Regions from separate parts of the Zea mays genome. Here region 2 is linked to region 1. The links are chromatin contacts, called in public Hi-C maps. All regions are on one chromosome and are shown on one strand. Each heading gives the region's core, a stretch centred on a gene start, on an enhancer-like site or on the middle of the called end of the contact. The rest is flanking DNA. Distances are from core to core; before and after follow the strand shown.

What was found. A called contact is a pair of places that touch in the nucleus more often than the background predicts.
Region 2: a Hi-C map of leaf shows a contact between it and region 1, with 6 times the contacts expected there. The contact joins the promoter of LOC100275410 here to the promoter of LOC100272944 in region 1. A contact is called at or near these places in 6 of 25 Hi-C or Micro-C datasets (bundle sheath, ear, endosperm and 2 more).

What each region holds. Positions count from the first base shown.
Region 1 is chr7:109,541,256-109,548,228 of Zm-B73-REFERENCE-NAM-5.0, forward strand. It overlaps LOC100272944, which reads left to right and starts at 2,401. Exons shown (of 14, transcript NM_001147396.2): 1 at 2,401-2,780; 2 at 3,473-3,570; 3 at 3,693-3,869; 4 at 4,502-4,602; 5 at 4,687-4,762; 6 at 4,863-4,922; 7 at 5,014-5,198; 8 at 5,293-5,389; 9 at 5,537-5,623; 10 at 5,718-5,776; 11 at 5,871-5,962; 12 at 6,086-6,163; 13 at 6,281-6,441; 14 at 6,533-6,962. The coding sequence starts at 2,678. The coding sequence ends at 6,751.
Region 2 is chr7:109,729,588-109,736,560 of Zm-B73-REFERENCE-NAM-5.0, forward strand. It overlaps LOC100275410, which reads left to right and starts at 3,186. Exons shown (of 3, transcript NM_001149487.2): 1 at 3,186-3,676; 2 at 3,783-3,901; 3 at 3,985-4,354. The coding sequence starts at 3,367. The coding sequence ends at 4,110.

The DNA.
Region 1 (6,973 bases), core at 1,151-3,650:
GTGTCATGCTATGTCAAGACGGACGGATGAACAAACAATATTGTATGACCGGACGTGTTGTACTATTATTGTTTTGCGATTACAAAGTATAGTCGTTCATGAAAAGAGTAACTGACAACCTGGATGGCCCGACTATTACACACAACTATTGACGGGTAGATGACCATCAACACACACCAAAGGATCAGAGGTTGTCTAGTTTCATTAAACCGAGCTCCTCCTACACCTATATAAGGACAAACACCCCTTTTGCCTAGTGCACCAAATCACAGTTCACCACAATTAGGTCCTCCTGCTTAGGAGACCTCTCTATTCTCGCTCTTTGTTTTGCTGTTTGCTACGCTTATGCATCTCCATTGCCATGGATCTGCGTGCATGGCTCTAGCAAGAGTAGGTATCTGAAACAACTGTCGTCCAAGTGCTCATCTGTTCGGCCGAGCGACGAGCAATCATTTTTGCATCGAATCATCATTGTACGTTGATATAAAAAGCACAACATCTGCCGCTACGTACATCTGCTAGTATGTGTTCGGCTGCAAGAATAAGCCTGGTTTGGGAAGAAAGTTTTTGAAAATCATGGTTTTTGAAAATATTACAATATATTTTAGTCATGACAATACCACAGTTTAAAATACTACATTTTTAAAAGCTGAGGTCTAGACCTAAGTTTATAATACCTTAAAACAACTACAATATTTACAATATTTCAGTTTTGAAAATAAAAGTTTTAGCTAGCTTGACAAACACCATTCTATATATAATACACCAGTATTTGAGAATGCTGCATTATAACTTCAAAACTGTAAAAAAACTTGGGTCCCAAACTGCGCTGTAGCTAGCAAACAGCTAGCCAAAACAGCAGCCGAACGTCGGCTAGTTTTGGAATCAAGTAGTACTGCTGTATTATATTTATGTTTTACCATAGTAGATCCACACTGTACCGTTTCTGTTATCACCCGCTATGTAATACAATTTTTTTAAATGTAACTAGAAATTTATAACTTTGCAACAACAATGAGAAAAAAAAGAAAAACTGTAATAACGGCCTGGTGCCGTTGCAGGCGTGCAGCTGCTGGAGCAGTGCATTTACGTGTGGTCACCCGGCTTTTGCCTCGGAAAGTTGGCAGGCAACGAACCAAGGGCGTGAGTCAAAGCCCCCAACCGTTCGGGTGTAGCTGCTGCATGCACTGCCCGCCCGCTCACCTAGGCAAGCGACAGGCAGGCAGACACCACTCCCGCGTCCCGTCCTGGACTGGACTGCCGGAATGGAATCGAGTGACCAGTGACTGACGGAGGGAGAGCAAACGGCGGCGAGGTGAAACTGAAACTAAAACGAAACGAAACGGAACGGAACGCGTTGCTGCTGATAAAAATAAAGGCGCCGGGGCAAAGCGAGGAGCAAAAGAGGTAGGGGTGGGCATTTAAAACCGAAACCCGAACCCGAATAGACCAAATTATAGGTCTATTTGGGTTTTCGGGTTCGGGTTCGGTTCCTATATGTGCTATATTTCAGGGTATGGGCTCGGGTTCGGTTCCTAACCTTTAAAACCCGAAATATAAAAAACTCTTAATATAAGATGATATTATTTATATGATTTATGAACTTATTAGCTAAAAATTGCGATATCATCTTAAAGATAGTATATATATATATCTCAATATGCTATATTTTATAGTCACTTGTTGTAGTAATAATACTTCCAATTAATTATTAATTGTATATATTTTAATAAAAGATAATAGTCTCTCTACTGTTCGAGTCTATTCGGTGGACCGAATAGATCGAATCGAAATTGTGGGTCTATTCGGATTCGGTTCCTATAATTGTTTTGAAAATTTCGGTTCTTATTTTTCATAACCCGAATTTTCAAAAACCCGAATAGATAGAACTGAATTATCCTAATAGACCGAATGCCCAGCCCTAAAAAGAGGGGTGAGGAAAAAAAAAAGGAGGGAAGGAGAGACGTCGTTTTCTCCTGCGCGCCTCGCCGCTGCCACCTCCTCTGTTCCCCGCGGATCCTTCTTGACGCTCCGTCGTTGGGGAGCCAAGCGCCAAAAAAAAAAACCCATCTCTGCTGCTGTGATCTCTTTCCTGCCTCACACTCTTCTTTTCCTACTAGTATTTGTATTTCCTACTAGGCTCAATCCCAGTCAATCATAGAGCAGAGCAGCCCGTGACCCCGTGGGCGTGTGCTGTGACTGCGAGGAGGGAGGAGGAGGAGGAAAAAGAGTGCCGCCGTTTCCTGGGGGCAGCCAGATTCCATTCCTTGCGCAGGAGTACTACGGCTACTCCTTGTACTATTTCCTAGTAGCAGGCTGCCGTGGAATCAGCTGCCTAGAGCAATGCGAGATTATCAACACCAGCACAGCCTCCCTCCCTCGCTGCCTTTTCCCACTCATCCCAGCGATCGATATTCCTCCTTCCTTCCTTCCTTCCTCGTGAAGGCGTCGAGTGAGTCCTGCGTTCTTGCTCTCCTCTGCTAGGCACTTGTCACAGGAAGGCCCCCTCGTGTTCGCGTCCTCTTGCCTTCACACCCGGGACGGGAGTTCCTTGCTAGGGGGAGAGCTTCCCTTGCTCGTGTCCTCACTCACGCACTCACAGACTCACTCATTCACCGACGGTCCCAGTGGACTGAGGTGAGACTTCGGTCGGAGCCGGCCGGACGGAACATACAGGATGGCCGCCGCGCCGCCGCCCAAGGCCGACGAGCTCCAGCCGTTCCCGCCCAAGGAGCAGCTGCCCGGCGTCGCCTTCTGCATCACCAGCCCCCCGCCATGGCGTACGTGCTTCTTTCCTTTGCTCAGCAGCTCACTCAGTTGTCACCTCCACTCTACTCTTTTTCTGTTCGTTCTTTTTTTGTTTGTCCGTTAGCTTGCGTTGTCTCGCCGTTCAAATCTTTCTCTGTGCTTGCCCTCTTATTGCTAACCGGGACGGGAGTAGTTCCGTTTCTCGCTGCACCGCACGCTTCGTGTTTTCTCTGGTGCCGAGCTTTGGTTTTCGTTTCACCTTTCGGACTTGGTGGATTGGGATTGGGAGCACCCGATCCTTCGTTCATGCAAAGCGCTCCTGTCAGCTGGGATCTTCACCGTTCTTCTTTCTCTGTCTTTAATTTGTCGGCGCTCGCTCATGTGTGCTGCTGTAATTCTGCGTATGGCTTTCTTCGTATTTTCTCCTACTACGATTCTTGTTTTCCGGAGAGAAAAAAAGGTAGCTTTCCTTGATCAAGTACTTGTCAGTCTAGGATTAATCTCGCAATGCGTTGATTTGACTTGAATCCGCCGTGAAAGCTAAAGAAAGGTGGTGTGGTTGCACATCTTTTTCTGTACAATTAAACTCTGTGTGCAAGTCCCAACGCATGGAAATAGAAGGCGTGTGCTACTAGGATTAATCTATACTATTAGTCGCAATGGTGAGGCATGATTGAAGTTGAAGTTTCTCTCACACCTATGGTTGGGACCCTCTATGTTGCAGCGGAGGCCATCTTGCTAGGGTTCCAGCATTTCGTCGTCATGCTGGGCACCACCGTCATCATACCCAGCGCGCTCGTTCCTCAGATGGGAGGCGGAAATGTGAGCCTCGAGACGCTGCCTCGTTCTCTTTTTTTTTTGGTTCAGATAAGAGGGCACTGAATTTCGTTTGCACTGAATTGACGCCGCCTTACTGATGAATGGTATGCTACCCGCTCTGCCAGGAAGAGAAGGCTCGGGTGGTTCAGACCATACTGTTCGTTGCTGGCATAAACACCCTGTTCCAGACGTTATTCGGGACGCGCCTTCCGGTCGTGATGGGCGGCTCGTACGTCTTCGTCGGGCCGACCATCTCGATCGTCTTGGCTGGACGGTACAGCAACGAAGCAGACCCTCACGAGGTACCTTCTGCTGAACTGCTCTGTTTCCTTCAAGAACGATAGAACTAGAGATGGCAATGGGTAAAAACCCGCTGGGTATTACTTGCCCAAACCCGTACCCGCGAAGAAAAAATACGTCCGCTAAAAAACCCATACCCGTGACGGGTATAAAATTTTGCCCAAACCCATACCCATGCGGGTTTCGGGTACCCAACGGGTTTCCCATACCCACTAACATCAACATAAAAAATAATTCATCATGTAAACGACAATCAATACATTACTAAGCTAGCATAAAATGAACAAGTGATAACAAATTTTAGCCTAAAAATTGTTACATGAAGTTTATTTCAATTAGAACATATTCAATTAATAATATTATGAGACATATTTATAAGTAATGTTGATTTTAAGGCGGGTTTTAAAAACCCATGGGTTTGCGGGTATGGGTAGTGGAAGAACAAACCCATGCCCACGTACCCGTTGGGTTTCCATTTGAACCCATTAACAAACCCATGGGTAGAGAAATTGGCCCAAACACATACCCTAATAGAGCAAAAACCCACCGGGTTTCGGGTAGCGGGTACTCATTGCCATCTCTAGATAGAACATACTGGTATCGACGAAGCTTTCTGTTGCTCACGCACATGAAGAAATTCCTGCGGACGATGAGGGGGACGCAGGGCGCTCTCCTCGTTGCGTCGACGATTCAGATCATACTTGGGTTCAGTGGCCTCTGGCGCAACGTTGTCAAGTTGGTGCCAAAACTTTCTCTTCCCCCATATATGCGCCTGTATCTTCTTCTGTAAAACTGGCTTACACTCACTTCCACTCGCAGATTACTGAGTCCGCTGGCAGCTGTTCCTCTGGTATCACTGGTCGGGTTCGGGCTCTACGAGCTTGGCTTTCCAGGGGTCAGTTTGTCTGCCCCATCCCAGGATCTTTTCGCCTCCATGTCTCTCTACCATCGCTGATGAATGAGTGACAAAAAGTCTGCTCCATGCGTGTTTGCAGGTAGCGAAATGCGTCGAAGTTGGCCTCCCAGAACTGCTCCTGTTGGTTGTGTTTTCTCAGGTGCACTGATACACCCCTGGTTCCTTCCTTCACCGCTACATATCAATCACGCAGTATGTCGTGTGCTAACATCGCTTCATCTTTCGCGCAGTATCTGCCTCAGGTTCTGGACTTCGGCAAGTCCGTCTTCAGCCGGTTCAGCGTTCTCTTCACCGTCGCCATCGTGTGGCTGTACGCCTACATCCTCACCATCGGCGGCGCTTACAAGAACTCTCCGCCCAAGACGCAGGTGCATTGCCGCGTTGATCGGTCGGGCCTTATTTCAGGAGCACCTTGGTAAGATCTCATGACAATTAATTGTAATCCTAGTTGTTTAAGTTGCTATGTATTGGTGACATTCCTCATGAAGGTTATGGAACAACTGTTGTAGGATAAGTGTTCCCTATCCCTTTCAGTGGGGTGCTCCGACGTTTGACGCCGGAGAAGCTTTCGCTATGATGATGACTTCGTTCATTGCTCTTGTAGAGGTTTGTGTCCAATACTCTTTTCGTGCAAAGTTTGTCAAGTTTGAGAAAGCTGGACTTAGTAACACCTCTTGAGGTTGGTTTATTTGGGTCAGAGGTAGTATCAGTTTACGAGTAGTTTTACAAATTCGATATGTTTCAATCCTGTAGTCAACTGGCGCCTTCATCGGTGCTTCGAGATATGCGAGTGCAACTATGATTCCTCCATCGATTATCAGTCGGGGCGTGGGATGGCAGGTAAGGATTCAGATATTGTACTGTGGACTCAGTGATCATCTGAGTTTGTACCATGGTGTTGGTAACATTGTTAGATGCGAAACACCCTTGTCAGGGCATTGGTCTGTTGCTCGATTCATTTTTCGGGACAGCGAACGGGACATCGGTTTCAGTGTAAGTATAAATCACAAGGCAAAAATTCAAAGTGCCAATGCTTGTTTGTTCAGAACAGAAATGTTTATGCTAATATGATCTCTTGTGCTTACAGAGAGAATATTGGACTGCTTGCGTTGACACGCATTGGCAGCCGGAGAGTGGTGCAGATATCTGCAGGCTTCATGATTTTCTTCTCTGTCCTTGGTAACTTGCTTTTGCTGATTTTTCTTCTTCTTAGATATACTGCAATGCAGTTTTCTGCTATGTTCATGTATATTTTCACCGATGCCGTGGTAGGTTGATGATGTTTGTCCTTGTCCAAACCAGGAAAATTTGGAGCTTTGTTTGCGTCGATTCCGCTGCCCGTATTTGCCGGCATGTACTGTCTCTTCTTCGCATATGTTGGTAAGTCTATTTACCTGAAGAAGAAAAAAAAGAACTCTTGTCATTGTCTGACAGTTTCCACCTGGTAACAATCAGCTTCTTATTCTGAATGGCACTCAATGATGCTTCCATTTGCAGGTGGCGTTGGCCTGAGCCTCCTTCAGTTCTGCAACCTAAACAGCTTTAGGACCAAGTTCATCATGGGGTTCGCTTTCTTCATGGGCCTATCGGTTCCTCAGTACTTCAACGAGTACACAGCCGTTGCAAGCTATGGTCCGGTGCACACTGGCGCCAGATGGGTATGTGTGCAGCCCTTGATAGCCTGAGCTTTTGGCAAAACTAATGGTCTGTGACAGACTAACCGATCTTTGGTTTTTTGCTCTTGGACAGTTCAATGACATGATCAACGTGCCATTCACGTCGAAGCCGTTCGTCGCTGGGTTGGTAGCCTATATCCTGGACAACACCCTCCAGGTAAAGGAGAGCGCGGTGCGGAAGGACAGGGGCAACCACTGGTGGGAGAAGTTCAGGAGCTTCAAGAAAGACGCGAGGAGCCAAGAGTTCTACTCGCTGCCGTTCAATCTGAACAAGTTCTTCCCGTCGGTCTGATCTCAAATGGCGCCGCCGCTGAATCAATTCTGGAAGCAACCCTTGTTCATATGGGCGTTAATGAGGAACATAATTCTGCTGGTCTGGCCAGTGGAAGCTTCTGTGTCTCCATTGTTGGTCAATTTTGTGTGTTTTCGGACGAGATGGGAGTAATTGAACTGTAGAAATTATTACGATTGAAGTATATCGCGTTCTTTTTGTAATCTACATGAATCAGCGCAG
Region 2 (6,973 bases), core at 1,936-4,435, 190 kb after region 1:
AAAAAAAGTGTGGTGTGACACAGCACGCGGTCGGTCAGTCAGTCAGTCAGATCACAGTCACCGCTCGCTCCTCTCGTATGCCCGCAGCCCATGCCGCGGGGCCCGGCTGCCGAGAGCCTGAGACTGACTGCAGGGCCCGTCGGTAGGTCACGTCACGGAGGTCACTCCCTTCCTTCCTTGGTCATGCTTTGTGCATGTGCTACAGCCATCAATGCCATGCAATACGACGGAGATGGATGGCGCGTGTAGAGCCGGCCGGCCACCAGATTATACGGATATTATTTTTGTTTTCTTATTTTGGTACTCGGCCTCGGACTCTCAGCCGGTTAGTCTATCTCCGACGGTTTTTTAGATATCGTATATCCCGTTCTATATTTTAAACTAAAATCTACTATGTAAATAATATCATAATAATTCTGTGTCCCTATTTTATGCTACATACTGGAGACAATCTTACGAAGTTATATTCACTCGTACCTTTTCTGTAGAACATAGACAAGGAAAGACCATACTTCACACTGCTTGTTACTCAGGATCGTTTCTGGCTTTCAGGGGCCCGGTGCGAAATTCGATATAGAGGCTGGCTTTCAGGGGCCCGGTGCGAAATTCGATATAGAGGCCCCATACACACATAAATATATATAGTTATACATATATTATTGAATATTTAACGTATAAAAATTATTATACACTGTTTTGAAGTTTATAAGATAACAGATGTAAAATATAACAAAAACACTTACTTGTTATATGATATTATTAAAAATATCTTCTAACATTTTGTGATACAAAGTCGTCGCTTATATCATCGAGATCAATCTCATCCAACAACTTTTTTCGATATATAGAATCGTCAATCCATTTAACCTCTCTTGAGTTATTGTTGACCATAAATAGTTCATTAAAAAATTTAATTTTAAAAATATTCTCTCTACCGAAGCAACCATCATATGTATAGTTTATAATACTTCCTATATCAAAATAAAATTTGTTTTGCTTCTTTAGTGAATTTATCATTATCAATATAAACATAAAAATTAAGAGATAAAACAAATACTATTTTGAAACAGATGAAGTATTCGATAAATAATTGAGACATTAGTTTAACAATATAAATGAGACTAGTCGATAACTCGATATCATATCGTTCTTTACGTATTTGTGTCTAGAATAGATAAGTTTAACAAAAAAATACTAGCGTCCAGTGGCTAGGGGACCCTCTGTTTTTAGGGGCCCGGTGCGGCCGCACCCTCCGCACCCCCTCAGGGCTGGCCCTGTTGTTACTTTTCAGGAGAGTCTTAGGTCTGTTTCGCCCGTTGTCTAACTCGCCATAGTTTACCTAACTTCTTTTAAGATTAGTTTTTCAGTTCGAACGGTTAATCTTAGATAAAGTACCATACTTTTAGCCGCGAAACCAAACACTCCCCGTGTTTGCCAAAAGCTTAAACTAAATTTCAAGCCGAAATGGCAAAACAAGGGCTGAATTATATTATAGATTGGAGAGGCTGGAGATGGCCACAATGCAAAATAAACAGAGTAGCTGCGAAGATGATGCATGAATTACAAACATGTACGGATTGATACATACCGAACACATGAGTGATGGTCTGGTGAAGCTACATCCTATTGTTACACGTTTTCAACCTATAGTCGTGAGCTTTCTTTCTATGACTATAAAGTTTCTTAATCTACCCCTGCCTCATACGATCTTCCGCTTCGGTATTGTCTCTCTCAGACCTACTATCGTAGATATATTAGGTAGTGTTTGGTTGAGGAGCCAAGTAGAACGGAGTCGTTCCATCCCTGATTCTAGGAACGGAGCCGCTCTGTTCTGTGTTTGGTAATCTGGAACGGAGCGGTTCTGTTTTTTGTTTGGTTGCAGAGTGAACGGAACGGAGCGTGACTGTGAGAGCGGGATTGGAACGGAGCGGCTCCGTCCCATTGATTTTTTGGAGCGGAATGGTTCCGGATCTGAGGAGAATATTCCCTAATTGGAGCCATTCCGTTCTAGTTACTTTGTAACCAAACAACAACAAAACTGGAACAGAACGGTTCCGTTCTACCTGGCTCTTCAACCAAACACTACCTTGGGTACCTTACACTGGGTTTAGCTAGAATCATATATGCACAACAATTCCAGTAGGGCACTAAATCTGAATTTAAGGGTTACTTTGGAATACGAAATTTTCCCCGTTTTATGTATTTTTTCTGTGAAAATAAATTGTTTTCTATGAAATTTCTATATGATTACTATAAAATTTCTACATTCCAAAGGAGCTCAATGTTTAAGAAAAAAAGGTCCGACAGAGTTTTTTATTTAAGCCCTCAAAGCAGTAGAGATATCCTAAAAGATCCCTTCTTGGTTTGCATGGGGGCACGCATGGAATGCAAACGCAAAAAAAGAAAGAGTGACGGTCAAGGTTCACGAAAAAAGAGAGCAGAAAATGACTTTGTAGAGAAGGTGATGAAAGCCTCCACAAAAAAGCAGCCAAGGCCCAAGGGCGCCGGAAAGAACAAAGAACGAAAATAAACGTCAGAAATTTTACTTATATGGATAATACATATGTGCGTGCGCATGTGCGTTGAGATTTGAAGTAAGCTCACCGGCCAGGGATTACGGCCGACCGTCTCCACCTGACCTTGAACGCTGACACATTACTTATCCAATATTCTAATACAACATCACTACTTTTTCATAATAACTATAATATGTATAGTATTATTATTATTATTATATCTAATCCAGTCAATAATCTACGACATCTTTTCAGAGGTTGATACGTACATCAGAAAGTAATAAACATTCACGAGTCAGAGTTTCAGACTCGTTCTACACAGCGCGATGTTCCCGGCGGAAGCTTTTTAGCTGAGTGCAAAACTAATGTGGCAGCAATTTATAGGTTCTTGTACATAATATCTGCCTGAAATCAATTCCAGACAATTGGGGGGGGGGGGGGGGGGGGGGGGGTGGGGGAGTTGGAATTTACCTGAAAACTTGAAATATTTTCCTGTGAAATTCACTTTTGTCTGCCCAAGAATTACCGTGGCCATAACGGATTCGAATCCTCAACAGCCACCCGGATCCAAAATCCAAAACCCTGCAAGAGCAAAGCTCCTCATCACCCACCCCTCGCTCACATTTAACACCCCACCACCTCAAAAACTGCAAGCCCCAAACTCACGACCACCGTCTCCACCACGGCACCACCATCACTCCAACACCACCGCCTCCCTCTCCGTTCTCTTCCTCCCAACGACTCAAACCGCCACCGTCGCGGCTCCCTGAACCACCAGACCAGCCCAGAGCCCAGCCCACCACAAACGCTGCTGCTGCTGGAGAGAGGGGCGCGCGGGCGGACGGGAGCGATGGGCAACTGCCAGGCGGCGGAGGCGGCGGCGGTCATCATCCAGCACCCCGGCGGGAAGGTCGACCGGCTCTACTGGTCCACCACCGCCGCCGAGGTCATGCGGAACAACCCGGGACACTACGTTGCCCTCGTCATACTCCGTGTTCCTGCAGATAACAAGCCCGCCGCCGCCGCCGCCGCCGCCGCCGGGGACGCCGCGGCGTCCTCCGGCCCCGGCAGTGGTGGGGCCAAGATCACCAGGGTCAAGCTGCTGAAGCCCAAGGACACGCTTCTCCTTGGCCAGGTCTACCGCCTCATCACCGCGCAAGGTTTGTTAGCACTCAGCTGTCCTGGCCATGGGCTTAAGGCCCATGGCGCGGTTCAATTTACTCGGGCAATCTTGAAATTCTCAACCCGATCGTGCTCCGCGCGCAGAGGTGACGAAGGCGGTGCGGGCGAGGAAGAACGAGAAGATGCAGCGGTGCGAGGCCATCAGGCAGCAGCACGAGCAGCTCCGGCGCGGCGACGGGGCTCACCAGAGCTCTTCCAGCCAGGTCGGTATGCGATTCTCTGACACCATTTTTTTCTTTTTATTTCCTGGTGCAACAAGCAGCTACTGATTCTTCTGTGGCTTCAGGACGGGAAGCAGGACAAGGACCGGCACCGGGGAAGAGGCCGGCACTGGCGGCCGGTGCTGCAGAGCATCTCCGAGTCCGCGAGCCAGAGCAGCAGCAGCATCGTCTCTGAATCCGCCACCAGCTAATGCTACTGACCGGACTGTGCCATCCGGCCGGTGCTCTCTTTCTTTCTTTTTCTTTTGGGATTTCTGTTTGCTTGTTAGTATAGAGTGCTTGAGCCTAGCCAGAAATGGAAAAAAAAACTGTAAATCAGAGTGTCAGGGCAGGACTAATAGGAAGTTTGTTTCGTCTGTCAATGTGATTTGGCATGGTGAAACTGACACTAAAACCGCGTATTCAGATCAATCGAGTGGTTTGCCAATTGCAACATTTCAGAGCATGAACACTAAGCAAAAAGGAAGAAGAAAAAAAAATGCAATCCTTGCTCTTCGATCCAGAGGAGGGCCCTAAGAGTTTTAACTCATCTCGAGAGAAAAGGTTCAAGAACCGGACTCTTGTACCATACTGTATTATTAGTCTTCGCATCACTAGCAGAAACTAAGTTCAAATAATCGAGCGGTTTGGCAATCGTAACTTTGCAAAGCATGAGGTCTGAGCACAAAGTGAACTTACTACTCTCACTAAACTGTATCAACTTATAACTCTAAAAATCGTATCGATGTTATAACTAAAAATTGTATCAATATTTGGTCAGTGGCGGAAACTATGCAAATCTGAGTATATGACAGATAAACAGAACAAAAGAACTTCAATTTTAGACCGGAGATAAGCATATCTCGAAGCTGCTGGAGACTCGAGACTCGAGAAAAAGAGACATACAAAAAAACTGTAACAGAGACCATCATACAAACACATCTGGAATCTTGAGCACTGCTTGCGTCCAAACCACTCATAAACTAGGGGCAGCACCGTTCTTCGTAGAGATAGGCAATGGTGAAGACCCGGTGGGTTTTACTATCTTAGATCTGGTCCTGTTAGACTAAAAACTCTTCGTTTCAATATTCGTACCTATAGACGGATATAATTCCACATCCATATCTAGGCTCATTTGGTATTTCATACTCGACAGGTACTCATATCCGTCTGGTATGGTGGAGTTGTATATGTCTGCCTAACTTAGTTTAGGACGAATGGTGAGCGTCGAGCGACAACATCCGGCCTTCCGTCTTCCATGTTACAGGTGAGGGCGTGCCATGTGTGGCTTGGTCGCTTCGGTTGCATATTAATGAAAAGTCGCATAGTAGAAGCTTGGAGCCTTGGACGGTCTTTACCGTTTTGGTCGGTTGTCTGCATAATGTTGTCATATGTCACAAGGCCTATGTAGCATATAGTTGTATTTAAGAGCGAGGAGTCAAGACAAATCATTGAGTTAGGCTAAAATTTTAGGTCCCGTTTGTTTTCTTTCATTTTGAGTAATTTGAATCTTACTCATGGAATAGACTATTTTTTTTAGAATGTGACATTCCACCATTTTTTAAAGTTATCATATAAGCTTATCTCAAATTCATGGGGTGAGAAATGAAAATTGATTGTATTGATTTACATGCTATTTTCCGATGTACAACTTATAGCACACTCTTATACTTACTTCGCTATAACATAAATGTAGTATATAACTATCTCTCTCATATGATTTAGGATAATATACAAATATACTACATATATAAATATATGAATTTAATTAGTTTTATCTAAATTATAATTATTAAAATGAAATTCAATTCCAACGAAACAAATGAGGTCTTAGAGAATTGTTGGCTATATTCCGGGTATAAAATACCCATGAGTACACGGGTACGGATTTAATGAGTACATACTCGTATTTGTTCTACTCGTTGGGTCCTCTTTTTGTCTCGTTAACAGATCCACGTGTATATAATTATGACCAAACTCTTACCCTAGTGGAGTAATTATCCGCTGGGTCGCGTTGCCATCTTTAGTTCATCTAGAATTCGCGATGCTCGAGGCGCCTTCGTTTTGAATTTCAGTAGAGAGGATTACCATTAGCGGTGAGCGACTGACTGTCAGGTGCTAAGCACATGCGATTCAGTGTAAAATACTCGGCAGACGAGGACAACACCACCGCTGCTGCTGATGAAGTATTGAAGTGGTAAGTGCCTAGGGGTGCTAAGCTCCATGAGACCACTTGGGGAAGACGCCGGCAGTGCCAGCCCGGACGGACACCGTCCACAGCTTGCCAGTGGAGCTCCAGCCAGCCGCTGGGCGAGCCGAAACCGCCCGCGCACGTGTGGGCGTGTGGCGTGCTGCTGCCGCCCACCGCTGCGGTCTTGGGATTCCAGTCAGTCCGGCTGTGTCCTGCTGCGGCCTGCACGAGGGTCAGCTCAGGCTCGGCCTGCATCGGGAAGAATTGCTGCTACTGAAGCTGAAACTGAGGTCAGGCAACATGAAACAGACAGTGCAGTGTTACGCAGGGCAGCGATCATGTTCAGTTAGTGCAGTTCAGCAGGTGAGTTCCGAGAGACGCTGGACAGTGATAAGACGCACCATGACCGACTCAACGTTTCTGTGGCATGCACGCGCGTGCCCCCTCCAACGAAAGGCTCAGATCCAGATCTTAGGGCGTATCGGACTACTGCGTGTGGTTTTGTTTGATAATTTGGTCTGGGATCCATGCACCCCGTCCCGGCTCAATGATTCTGGAAGGGGCAAAAGCCTGATTAGCAGCGTGCGTGCTCGCTGCTAAAGGTCAAAGTAGTGGTGTATCATTGTTCAGAGAAAGTCTGAATCTTTTCTTTTTTCCTTTTTTTTTTAACAGATCGAACTGTTGTGGCAGGAATTGGTAATCTATACATTGTTGGCCCAAAAGGCCCATAACAAATCTGGAGAGGTGCAAGTGAATCTCTGAACTTTTCATTTTAAAGATCGTGATAGGGTAAAATCAGGAAAAGAAAACAGAAAGTCTAGAGATCACAGGTCGTCGTACCAGCTGGTGCCGGCCAATCCTGAGCACAAACAAGCTCTTCAACC